2 separate regions of the Drosophila melanogaster genome follow, and region 1 is linked to region 2. The links are chromatin contacts, called in public targeted proximity ligation maps. All regions are on one chromosome and are shown on one strand. The core of a region is the stretch at or near the end of the contact, and the rest is flanking DNA. Distances in the headings are between cores, read along the strand shown. Region 1 holds the start of RpL21 (Ribosomal protein L21). Region 2 holds the start of Lamp1.

What was found.
Region 1: a contact with region 2 is called in a targeted proximity ligation map of the Kc167 cell line, with 9 times the contacts expected there. A contact is called at or near these places in 1 of 107 Hi-C or Micro-C datasets (the Kc167 cell line) and 1 of 7 datasets of targeted methods (the Kc167 cell line).

What each region holds. Positions count from the first base shown.
Region 1 is chr2L:22,245,420-22,251,455 of dm6, forward strand. It overlaps RpL21 (Ribosomal protein L21), which reads right to left and starts at 2,456. Exons shown (of 2, transcript NM_001299204.1): 1 at 2,377-2,456; 2 at 1,727-2,302. The coding sequence starts at 2,286. The coding sequence ends at 1,807. Nubpl (NUBP iron-sulfur cluster assembly factor, mitochondrial) reads left to right here. Exons shown (of 2, transcript NM_001273759.1): 2 at 1-1,569. It overlaps Tif-IA, which reads left to right and starts at 4,457. Exons shown (of 6, transcript NM_176070.3): 1 at 4,457-4,895; 2 at 4,953-5,434. The coding sequence starts at 4,680.
Region 2 is chr2L:21,568,531-21,574,871 of dm6, forward strand. It overlaps Lamp1, which reads left to right and starts at 4,859. Exons shown (of 4, transcript NM_136267.5): 1 at 4,859-5,031; 2 at 6,257-6,341. The coding sequence starts at 4,965.

The DNA of each region.
Region 1 (6,036 bases), core at 1,206-3,705, 670 kb after region 2:
TTACTGCCAGTAACATGACATCGATGTGATTTTTCATATGGGCATTGGGTTTTTTAATAACAATAATTTTGTATACCAATTCTTTGAAATCATTGAAAAAATTTTTTTTGAATTATATTATTATATATTTTTAATATTTATATTATTATATATCAATGTAGTTGTATTGTGAGGCATTGGAAACAGTACGTTTGTAGTACTACTCAGATATTGGCAAATGTTACCTTAACCGAACACACATTTGAAATTTTATTCCATGTAGTTTTAGGTGATTAAGTTAAGATATCTTAATTGGACGAAAAATATTGAGCCAAGATATGGGAGTTACAATAACATTTAACGCTCTAAATATATTTAGTGAAAAGTCCTTTTCACCTGTTTGATTTCTGAATGTAAATTTGATTTCGCTAGTGTCGATACTGATTTACGTGGACCAGACCAAGATAAATTAATATCATTATTACTAGACTACTCAAGTTTATTCTTAAGTGGTATTCCACAAAGAAGAAAGAAACTCGACAACAGCGTTCACTCTTTCACTCATATACCCCCCGAGTAAACTCAGAGGTACCAATTCGGTTGCACACTTGTCGGGTAACACACCCCCTTTGGTGAAGGAGATCCTTCTAGCTTAAGCAACCACAGCCACCATGAAACTCCCAGAAGGGGGCCTACCTCGCATGAGCGATGCTCATCCCATGGTACCGATTAGGGCTGGGTTGGCCCCCTGTTACATACTTTTTAACGACTCGAGGATACCCTTTTACTCTACGAGTAACGTGTATACGTGTATAAAAACCAAATAATGTGCTATTTCAATGCTGCATCTTTTCTGTGTAGTATATTTATATTTAATAAATTGTCCATTTAATACATTTGTAATACTAATACATATATACTGAGTTTCCGAGCTTGATTACATTTCAACGAAATGCCATCTCTCTGCGGCTTATTGCAGAAATTTGTAAGCCCAACCCAGCTGCTAATATATTGCACGGTCCGTTTGGGCCGTATCCGTACATCAACGACCACGAGAGGCTTGGAAAACCTAAAGCTATCAGCTCCAAAATTAACACCAGGATCGAGGACGAAAGTAGTCCAGATACATTTTAATGGTGGAGTATTACGAAAAAATTCTTTCATAAACCAATTAAATACAGCTGATCTTTCAATTCCGATCTGAGACGACGTTGTTTTTGCTAACGCACACAAATTAAACAATTTTAGTTTTGATGGATGTCGATCAACTTCAGAGCTTCAAAACAACCTATGGGAGAGCATGACGGAGATCACGATATGGTTGGCGTATGTGGCACTGAAAGGCCACAAGCCTGATGCAAAATGTAGAAAAGGCCAAACCACAGCAGCAATTGTCAAGACTTGGCTCGTCTGGAAATGCCCTCACGTATATATTACTCCAGCACTGTCCGCAGACATAAATGTAATCAAATATTCGCCGTAGCCTTGAGGACGGATTTGATTTTATCTTTCTTAGTCTAGCAGCAATTTCGCAACTGCGAGAAACAATCTGTGAGCTACTGTGGTTTGAGTGAATAAATGTTTATAAATAAACAAGTCGAGAACATTTTACTCAAAATGGTAGGTAATTAGTATCAAATGACTTTGAACATAAAAACCTTTCAATAATAAGCAGACGTTGTCGCTGATCAAAACTTTAGTTGGACGCCGACCTTATTGCAAAATGAAAATTACAAAGTCTGTTTATATTGGGCACATTTTTTTTGTTTACTGAAATTATATCAAATATTATTTCATTCCGTACAATTTCCGAGCAGTAAAATGCCTTTAGGCAATGAATTCGTATGGAATCGGGGCCAGAGCAATCGGTTCTTCAAGTTTCTTAACAAAGTGCGCCTTCTTCGGCTGTTCCGGCTGGCGCTTCAGACTGACCCATTGTCCCTTTTCCTTCGCCTCCTTCAGCAATCGCTCATTTTCCTTTACGCGGCGCAAAAAATCTTCGCGGCACTTGGAGTGGTGGATGTGCTCAATGCGCACATTGACCCGCTTAGCAAGGATTTTGCCTCTTACGCGTTTGTTTACTATTACACCAACGGCGTGCTGAGTCACATTGAATATGCGCCCGGTTTTGCCATGATATGCCTTATAGGGCAAACCCTTCTGTACAGCACCATGTCCCTTAATGTCAACGATGTCGCCGATCTTGAAAACCCGCATGTATGTGGACAACGGAATAACTCCATGCTTTCGGAAGGGACGGGAAAACATGTCCCGTGTGCCGCGACGATAGCCCTTTGAGTTGGTCATTTTTATTTATAATCCCCTATAAAAAAGAGGCTTATTAGATCTTTTTCAAGTCATAATGAAGAAATATTCAACAAAACTCGTTGAACTTACGTCCACGCGGTCGTATAGTTGAGAAAAGAAAGAAAGATGGCTACTTGAATAGCGTTGCCACTGATAGCAATTAAGAGTTTAGAAACTAAATATTATGTACCGTCCACACTAAGTTACACAATAAGCTTAATCTTTTAAGAGAAGCAAAATAGTCCCAAGTCTGAATATTTGGTATTAATAAGGATTTAATGCAATATTTATGTAATACATATATTTACATTATATAAAAACATTATATATAAAATTGCACTACATACAAATGTCTAGATACAAATAATCGCTGAGAGAAGTGTTCAACTCCAAGACGTTAATATGCGCTATGGGAATAATTTGTGATTTAAGCGAATTTGTTGATACAATTTTGAAGATACATATAACCTTAAGGAAGATAAAGTCCTGCCCCATTTAATAATTTTAATTTTCAGGAACCGTTCTGCCTAAGTCTTTACTACCGTGGGACTTACTCAGTATTAATTTGCTCCCTTTTAAGAAAAGTCATTCATGATCTGATAATCGTAATTTTTTTCGAATTCGATTTAGCCAAAATCTTTTGATTTCTTTTTTAGGTGCTCTGCTTTTGGAAAATTTGTTCTATAGTTTGGATATCGCAATATGCATTCAGCGGTAAACAGCTGTTTAAGCTGTTCCAGACAACATAGCTGCCACATATTTCATAGTTTTAATTACGATGTCCGCAATTTCTTTTTTGTGGCACTTTGACCACTTAAGTAATTAAATCAAATAGAATTATTTACAAACAACACTATTGGCTCTCCTTTAAATAAATTAATGAATTCCTTCTATATATTTTATATGCCTGTTTCGTTTCACCAACAATGTTTGACCCCTTGACAAATCCAAACTTTTGTTGCCGACATCAAAATTTTGTTAGTCAAATCTGAAGTGGCGTCAGCAATAAAAATTTTATTAAATAAATTAGTGGCAGAATGATCTTGTTATGATGTGCAATAAGCATCAATAGACCACTGAGTAAACTATTTCTTCTCTTGAGTAAATAAGTTCTGTTTTAATATGAAAAAAGGCATTTACTTTTCATTTCGTGTGTCCGCTTTACATATCGAAAAAATCGTAAAAAAAAAACCGAATAATAATTAATAATTAATTTTATAAAAGCCACTCATATAAATATTTAACAGCATATATGTACATGCCACACTGTTCATTTCTTAGCGTAATGAAATAGTTTAATAAGAAATATATGAATCTATATAGGCGAGATCCGCATAATTCATCGTCATAGGATAAATTGTTTTTTTTTTTTCTGGAATCTAATTTCAAAGATTGTAGTAGTTTCAGCGCGAAACATCGATGTTTTTCACAAAAATCGTGGATGTAACATCGAAGTTTTCCGATGTTCTCTAAAATAAAATTAATATTATCATTTACACTTGAAATATAAGAAAAAAGATTTAAATATTATTAAATTCATTTAATTTAATATGTAGAATAAATTAAATATAAAACGTATAATAAAATTACAATATAAAATCAATTAGATTTAAACTGGTATAACTGGTTATATTAGAAAATTAAAAATCAGTGAGAGCTGTTCAAACAGTTGCATTTTAAGGATATCTTTTTATATATGTACATTTTGTATTTGATTTTGTATTTCTTCGGCATACCTTTAGCGTTCTAGGTCTTCTTCTTGTTATTCGAATAGCGATGATCCTAATAGCATCCATAGTCTACAATAAATATCGATGTTTCGGAAAATTTAAAACGTCTATTATATTGACTGTAGCGTTAGCCCCTTAAAATGGTTAAACTGGGATGTCAAATATTCTTCCACCATCAAGGACAGAACGCTTTTTAATACAAAATTAAGCAAAAATAGCAATTTCTCTGTCAATCTGTCCCGATTAGAAATAACTATGCGTCTAGGTGATGAAAATTTAAAAAAAAAGCTATTTATTATCTTTGGCTTGGAAAAAAGAATTTGAGGGTTAGTATATTAGTTAAATAAAACGAGTTTTTTAATTTAGACTAACATTAAATTTTGCTCAATGAGCACGTTAAAAAGCAAAAGTAAAGAACGTGTATTTATGGAGGGTGTGCGGTATAATTTTTCGAAATTCTATGGCCACACTGATTATTGGAACTCAAAACAACGTGCATATTTCCAAGTAAAATTCTTACGATTTGTGCTTTAAAAATAAAAATGAAATTCTCTTTCAAAAATAATTTATTATCTAGAACTTATTTGTATGCATTTTACGTCAGTGTGGATTATCCTTTCGAACATTAAGTTCAAACAGAAATAAAGCTATTATTAATTTAATATGTCCTTCTACACGAGTAAGACGGATGTGACTTCCATTTTAAAGACGTTTTCTGGCGTAAAACGAAATCAGGCAAATGCCGTGGCCATCAACAAAGTTCGATTTTCCACACCCAAAGAGAAGGGGCTCGCAGAATCAGTGCGCGTTGCCCTAGAAGAACGAAATTTCCATCTGGTCAAGGAGTTCACATACTTCCTCCGGGAAGCAGAACTCAGCGTAAGTTAAATTAACATAATTGTTGGTTATTCTTTACGTTTGATTTCTTTTTTTAAGGATGATGAGGTTGTAATAATCATAAAAGATGCTAAACGAATTGTTCATAATTTGACTCCAGAATTTGTAACCGTTGTCGAGGCGTTACTGTCCCTTAACTGGAAGAAAAGAAGTTCAGAGATAATCGAAGCTTATACTGAATTTTGTATCGAACTAATGGTGACCCATAATAGATATTTACCGATTGGAGTCTCTAAACTAATTGTCCACTGGATTCCTGGAGATATGGATGAATCCGATTGGGTCCACGGATGCCCTTCGGAGCACGTGCGAAATGAGTTGAAACCCATCCATAAAGTACTGGATCGCATCTTAACTGCCGTGCCAATGGCTTTCGATATTATCATAGATGCCATATCCGCCAAATTCCCCTATTTCAAAAAGCCGTACCATGTGACGGCAGGGTATCTGTATAACGTGCTTTGGTTATTAGAATACAAGCCTATTTTCGAAGAACTTGTTTTTCAACTAGTTTTACAAAAGTAAGTACTTTACTAATTTATTAATTTATATAAAGCTTGCTGATTTATACCTTACACTCAGTCCTTGTTGTTTTTAAGTCAAAATGATTTAAACTCTTCAGCTCAAAGAAGATGGGTTCGGAAAAATCGAATTTTTGAAATTTAAAAGCTGGAATCGTTTGCCCATTTTTTGCCCATGTTTGCCCACCAATAAGTTTTTTTTTTTGCCCACGTCCAGGTTTTAAGATATAAATTTTCGAAAGAGTTTAAAAATTTTCAAAAATCAAAAATTTTACTTTTTTCAAACATTTTTTTTAAATCGCAATAACATCGTTTGTCCACGTTTGCCCATTCTTTGGAATTTTGAAAAAATGTATACTTTAGAAAATATAAGTTTACCTCGGTCTAAACGTTTTTCGCCACGATTTTTTCGCCGTGGCTCTATAGATGGCTCCAGGCTCTCTCGAATTTTTGTTAGAGAGCGAGAGAGCTGAGAGCGCTACAGCGAATCACACATAAAGTGATAGCAGACAACTGTATGTGTGCACACGTATGCTCATGCATTGTAAATTTGACAAAATATGCCCTTCACCTTCAAAGTTCTTTGACTTTAAATCTATATT
Region 2 (6,341 bases), core at 3,609-6,108:
AAATTGGCCAACATTATTACGAAATGCCTGCTCTACTTTTAAAGCGTTGTTTTGTGCTATACCCTCTTTTTCAGGGTGACCACGCATTTCAAGGTTTAATGTAGGGGGAGGGTTTGATTTAGGGACAGTGTTTGATTTAGGGAAAGTGTTTTCTACCGACTCGCCCTTAATTTTTTCATTTTTATTTTTAATTTTTTCTAACACCATCATTATTAAATCATACTGCTTCGCGTTAAAATATTCATGATCGACAACGCCGATCTTTAACAAATTGCTATGATTAGCAATGAAACATTTTTGAAGCTCATTTAATTTTAGAATTTCTACATCTGTTAATGTTGGTTTTACTTCCAACTTTCTAATTTCCAAAATAATTTCGGACTGCTTCTTAAGGAATTGAATAGTCTTTTCTGACATCATTTTGAAAATTTTTTGTAATTTCTTAATATATATAGTACGTGTATATGTATTTTATATGTATTTATATATATATGTGTGTTTGGATAAACAGAAAATTCTTGTTTTGACTTAGCTGATGTCGTTGTTGTTGCTGCTGCTGTTGCTGCTGTTGTTGCTGCTGTTGCTACTGCTGTTGCTGCTTCTGCTGCTGCTGTTGTTGCTGCTTCTGCTGCTGGTAGAGGCTCCTTTGAATTTGACTTCCTTCTCTTCTTTAAGGCTCCGTCGATGTTTAAAGATGATTTTTTTTTTTTTTTTGGCACGTTTTATTATTTTTGTAGTCCAGTCAGATTTTTTGTTTTTTAGCCATTTATTTCGGCATTTATGCTCTTTTGGCATATACACTGCACTCTATTTATGAGCTGATTTAATGCTATTAGAGCATTTATAAGGCACTGTTTTCAGGCACTTTTTATTTAATTTATGCTCTTATGGCATATACACTGCACTCTATTTATGAGCTGATTTAATGCTATTAGAGCATTTATAAGGCACTTTTGTTATGCACTTTTTAATTTCACAATTGCTGATGTATGGCCTCAAGCACGCCTTACCACAATTTATAATGGTACACAAAGCAACCTTTAGCTATAGACTATAAGGTGCTTGTTTTAAAACATAAAAGATTCTTTTGTATCTTTTGCTTTTTATATTTATACTCTGTTCCTTACCTTTGGTAGGGGGAAACAAGAGTTACTTATTTTTGCTACCTTTAGCTGTAAGATGCTTAAAGGAGCTGGCCTTTCTCTGAGTTCCTTACCTTTGGTAGGGGGAAACTGCAGAGTCGATTAAAGGCTCGATTGACCAAATGTAAAATCCCAAATAAGAAGATTTTACTCGTTGAGTTTTTGTAAGAAACTGATTTTATTTGGAAATATCTTCGGTTTAAATAGGTGACATGAGAATCGCATCTTAAAGTAAATGGCCTACGCAGAGGCCTAAGTAAATAGTCCCCGCCTTATCGAGGTCCCACGCTCGGGCACATCTGCCTATCTTGAGCGGCGAGGACCTTATCTGTGGTCTCCCACTAAGGGACTATTTTAGGAGGCGGGGAACGATCTCAAGTGACTGACTCATGTAGTGTGCACTTAAATTACATGTTTTTGAGCAATGCACCCATGTCGCCTTAGATAACAAAATCCTAAATATAATTTATCGCTCTCGATTCATTTACATAAGATATGAACGGAGCCCAAAATTGTAAGTCTTTAAATATATTCGTGTTCATGTGTGAACAGTTATTAAGTTGATTTTTTTCGCAATTTCTCTCAGTGTGTTTTGTGTGTAATTTCCAATTTAAAATTTTATGTAAATAAAAGTAACTCAAATTTTTAAATCTCGAATACTTTGAAAATATACGAAAATACAGGTACTTTCACTCGAATTTCAAATCTAAACGACTTTAATAATACTTTGCAGTTCTGTAATTTTTCCCGCCGATGTAGGGTTACGTCAGACATTCTGTCTTAAGCATTTTATAAATATTTTTTTGATTTTTCTTATGCTTACTTCATCCGGAAGTTCTCCCAGTGTATTTTTGTCTCCTAACCCTGCTTTTTTTGTCATCGTGCTTAACTATACTTTGTGTTCTTTTTTTATTAATACATCTTTCTAACAATTAAATTAAATACAAACCGCAGGGTCTTAATTTATTTGAGACTGCGTTCGCGCTACGGTTGCTTCTATAGGCTTTGGTCACTCAATGGTGCTCCACGGGTTCTCCACTGGACGGCCTGACCAAAGACACTAGAATAACAAGATGCGTAACGCCATACGATTTTTTGGCACACGATTTTTTCGCCGTGGCTCTAGAGGTGGCTCCAGGCTCTCTCGAATTTTTGTTAGAGAGCGAGAGAGCGAAGAGCGCTACAGCGAACAGCTCTTTTCTATTATTCTAGTTATTCTAGTGTCTTTGGCCTGACTCGGTTTTATTCTATCTTTCTGCCCGCCTAAACAGTTAAATCCATCGCGTCAACTAACTGATCACTTTTCCCCTGATATTCACTAACCTGTGACTGCCCCAGTCAAACCTTGGGGTCTGGGCGGTGAAACTGCTGCGCAATGGATGCGAAGATTTTTCCAGATTAAATTTCCGGCTGGAAAACACATGCAAAAACTTAGACCGCGCACCGTTTTCTGGCGAGTAAAACACATTATGATAATATAATTCCGCACTAAAAAAAATGTACTCGCCGGCAGGTTATAATTTTACAACAAAACGAACTTTTCATGACTTGACGCCACGACGATTTGTTTAGAAAAGAAATAGAACGGAAACTCAAGTCGGGGTTTAAATGAATTTAAAATGGCCCTAAATTAGTACCCCAAGGCTAAGCGCATACTTCCCAAAGTCTGTCTATCAGGAGCTTTCATAAGAGCTTCAGTCGCCACTACAAAGCCAACAAGCACGGCATTCCGTATGGAACACGCTCTATGCCTTATTTTCTGTGTGGGGGCCTAGTTCATAGGGCTGACCCTCTGATATGCAGTTATTTCAAAAAGTGTGGATATTATGTTTGAATTATTCCTGAAATGTCCTTAAGCAAACGTCCTTTAAGGTGGTTTAGGGAACATTTTGGAACACGCTCTCCGATTGGAGATATTCCTTAAAAATTGGAATACATATTTTTTAGTTGCACATTTTATATACCTTCTTAAGTCCCATAAAATAAAGTCGTACATACATAGTTAGACCAAACTTTTCTAAAACATTTAGCTTTTATATTTTTAAGGATTCACCTGTAAATAACGAAAAATAAATAAATAAAAAAGTTCCCATGAAAAAAACTCCACCGTTCCGCCAAAGACCCTAGAATAACAAGATGCGTAACGCCATACGATTTTTTGGCACACGATTTTTTGGCCGTGGCTCTAGAGGTGGCTCCAGGCTCTCTCGAATTTTTGTTAGAGAGCGAGAGAGCGAAGAGCGCTACAGCTAACAACTGTATGTGTGCACACGTATGCTCATGCATTGTAAATTTGACAAAATATGCCCTTCACCTCAGAAGTTCTTAGACTTTAAATCTATATTATTTTTGATCAATTGGCACCATGCGAAAAATTCTTGTTTTGCATTGCCTTAACGTTATTATTGTTTGAAAATAGATTAGAAATAGCCAAATCTATGTACATATTATCACAAAAATAAATTTCAAAAATGGCTTTATATTAGAATATTTGTCATTAGAGTATTCATATTGAGGCGTGTGAAAAATTAATAAGGCAATGATTGTTGAGTGCTTGTGTCCGCACTTCGTGCCGCAAGATATGAACAAAGCAAAGACACTAGAATTATTCTAGTGTCTTTGATATGACTTTTGCAATAAACAGTTATCATATTTTTATGAAATTTATGAAATTACAGTAGTTATAATAATTTCTATTGTACTTCCTTTAATTATTTAGTATATTTATTAAGTCATTTGACTTAATATGATGTAACATTAACATTAAAAGTGTTTAAAAAAAATATTTCGCTTTTAAAAAATTGTCAGATGAAAGACAAATTAGAATTAAACAAAAATATAAATGTGTAAACGGATAAACGAATAATTCTAGTGTCTTTGCTTTGTTCATATCTTGCGGCACGAAGTGCGGACACAAGCACTCAACAATCATTGCCATATTAATTTTTCACACGCCTCAATATGAATACTCTAATGACAAATATTCTTACATAAAGTCATTTTTGAAATTTATTTTTGTGATAATATGTACATAGATTTGGCTATTTCTAATCTATTTTCAAACAATAATAACGTTAAGGCAATGCAAAACAAGAATTTTTCGCATGGTGCCAATTGATCAAAAATAATATAGATTTAACGTCAAAGAACCTCTAGGGTGAAGGGGATATTTTGTCCCATTTACAATGCATGAGCATACGTGTGCACACATACAGTTGTTAGCTGTAGCGCTCTTCGCTCTCTCGCTCTCTAACAAAAATTCGAGAGAGCCTGGAGCCACCTCTAGAGCCACGGCGAAAAAATCGTGTGCCAAAAAATCGTATGGCGTTACGCATCTTGTTATTATAGTGTCTTTGGTAATACCTAACATTTTTTCATTAAGTCAATGAACTCAAAATATGGAAATTAATTTATAAATATTTCCACTGTGTTATAAACCCTGTGTGTTATAAACCTGTGTTATATAAACCCGTGATAAAATTATAACATGTTATACATATAATTCTTTCGATTGATCAGAAATTAAATGTTTGATAAGAAAATGTACTAATTGTATTATATTATGGAATTAAGAATATATTTTTTGGTATATTATTATTATAAGTTTCATTAAATATCGATAGACATCTTGCTGTAGTGGACATGTACTATTATTACGGTTCCATATGGGCTAATTTTAGTTCTTTTAGAAATTCGGTCACACTATTGATGAAGAAGGTCAAAATAAAAACTAGCTCAGTCGAGACAAAAACGTATGTGTCAGTGTAGTAGATTAACGTATAGAAAAACTGCAACACAACTTAAGTGAGATTGCCATTCAATATGTTCGCCAACAAATTGTTGACCTGCTCGGCATTACTAATAATGTTATTTTTACTAAGCAGTACAGGTTAGTGCCAAGCCAATTAAACCCTTTTTAAAACAGCAATGAAATGCGTCGCATTGGAGGCCTTTGTTCAATGTGATAATACATCGCAGTTCTTTTTATATGTATATGTATGTCGTTTGTTCATCGCACATAATTTATTTTTCCGGTGCCGTTCACGTCGCCATATGCGTTAGTGTCTTATCGGCGTAATAAGGTGTAAACGGTTGAATTGCGAGTTTTGCCTTCGTAGATCAAGGGTTTTAAACCTATTTCAGTAATCTGGCTATCCTTTCATAACTCTTCTAGAAAAATGGTGTCGCTTACGTTCGTTAGCCCCGGAGAACATCCATTTTTACCCCTTTCGCTTATTTGTTCTGGCAATTTACAGTTTTGTATGCAGATAAAGTCATCCGCCACCGTATGCATCCATATTTATTTTATGCACTTAAAATATTTATATGCATGGGTGTATAAATCGGCATATCATATTAAATTTGTATCCGCCATATAGCATACTTTAGTTTTTGGTTACTATCTGTCAATTCATATAACAAGATTTTGGGTCATTTGTTCAATACCAATGTTAGACATTTGTGCACATAGTATATACAAAATAATATATGACATAAAAAAAACAATCTGTGATAAAATAACAACAAGAGATAACGCTATAGTCGGTTCTCTGACTATCAGACTATGATAAGCGGATAAGACAACAAAGACTTGGAGCTAGACTGGGCATATGTATGTACCTACATATTTGGGGAGACATATTAAAATAAACAATTTAAAACATTTTTTTTTATAGCATGCGTGATAAAATGTTTCGGCATAGCAACAGAAGGATAAATGATTAAATCAGAAAATATTTTTTATTTTTTAATTTGTAGTGTGTTCCTACTAATCTTATCTTGTTAAATAGTTCTATAACCAGACCGAATTTAAAATTCGATTTCGACCTTATACATTTGGTTTGTATAAATATTTGACAATATGTTACGGTACGGCCATTTTCATAGGATCTCTACAAATCACTGAAAACGGAAATAAATTGTCCATCAAGTCCAAACTCACTAATATAAATAACAAAGGGTAATTTTTTGATAAGAGAACAAAGGAAATACAATTAGAGCTAACCATATGTACATTTGAATCTCTAATAAATAATTTTTTTTTCACGTCAATTTAAAGAAAATTCCGATTTAATAAAGAAAAGCTTTAATATTTTTAAAAATTCTTCTTTTAGTGTTCTCTCAAAAGCTTATTGGCTTGCCGAGAGTCGGTAAAAATGTTAGTGATTTGTTTCTGGAACAAGCAAACCCACTGACCAG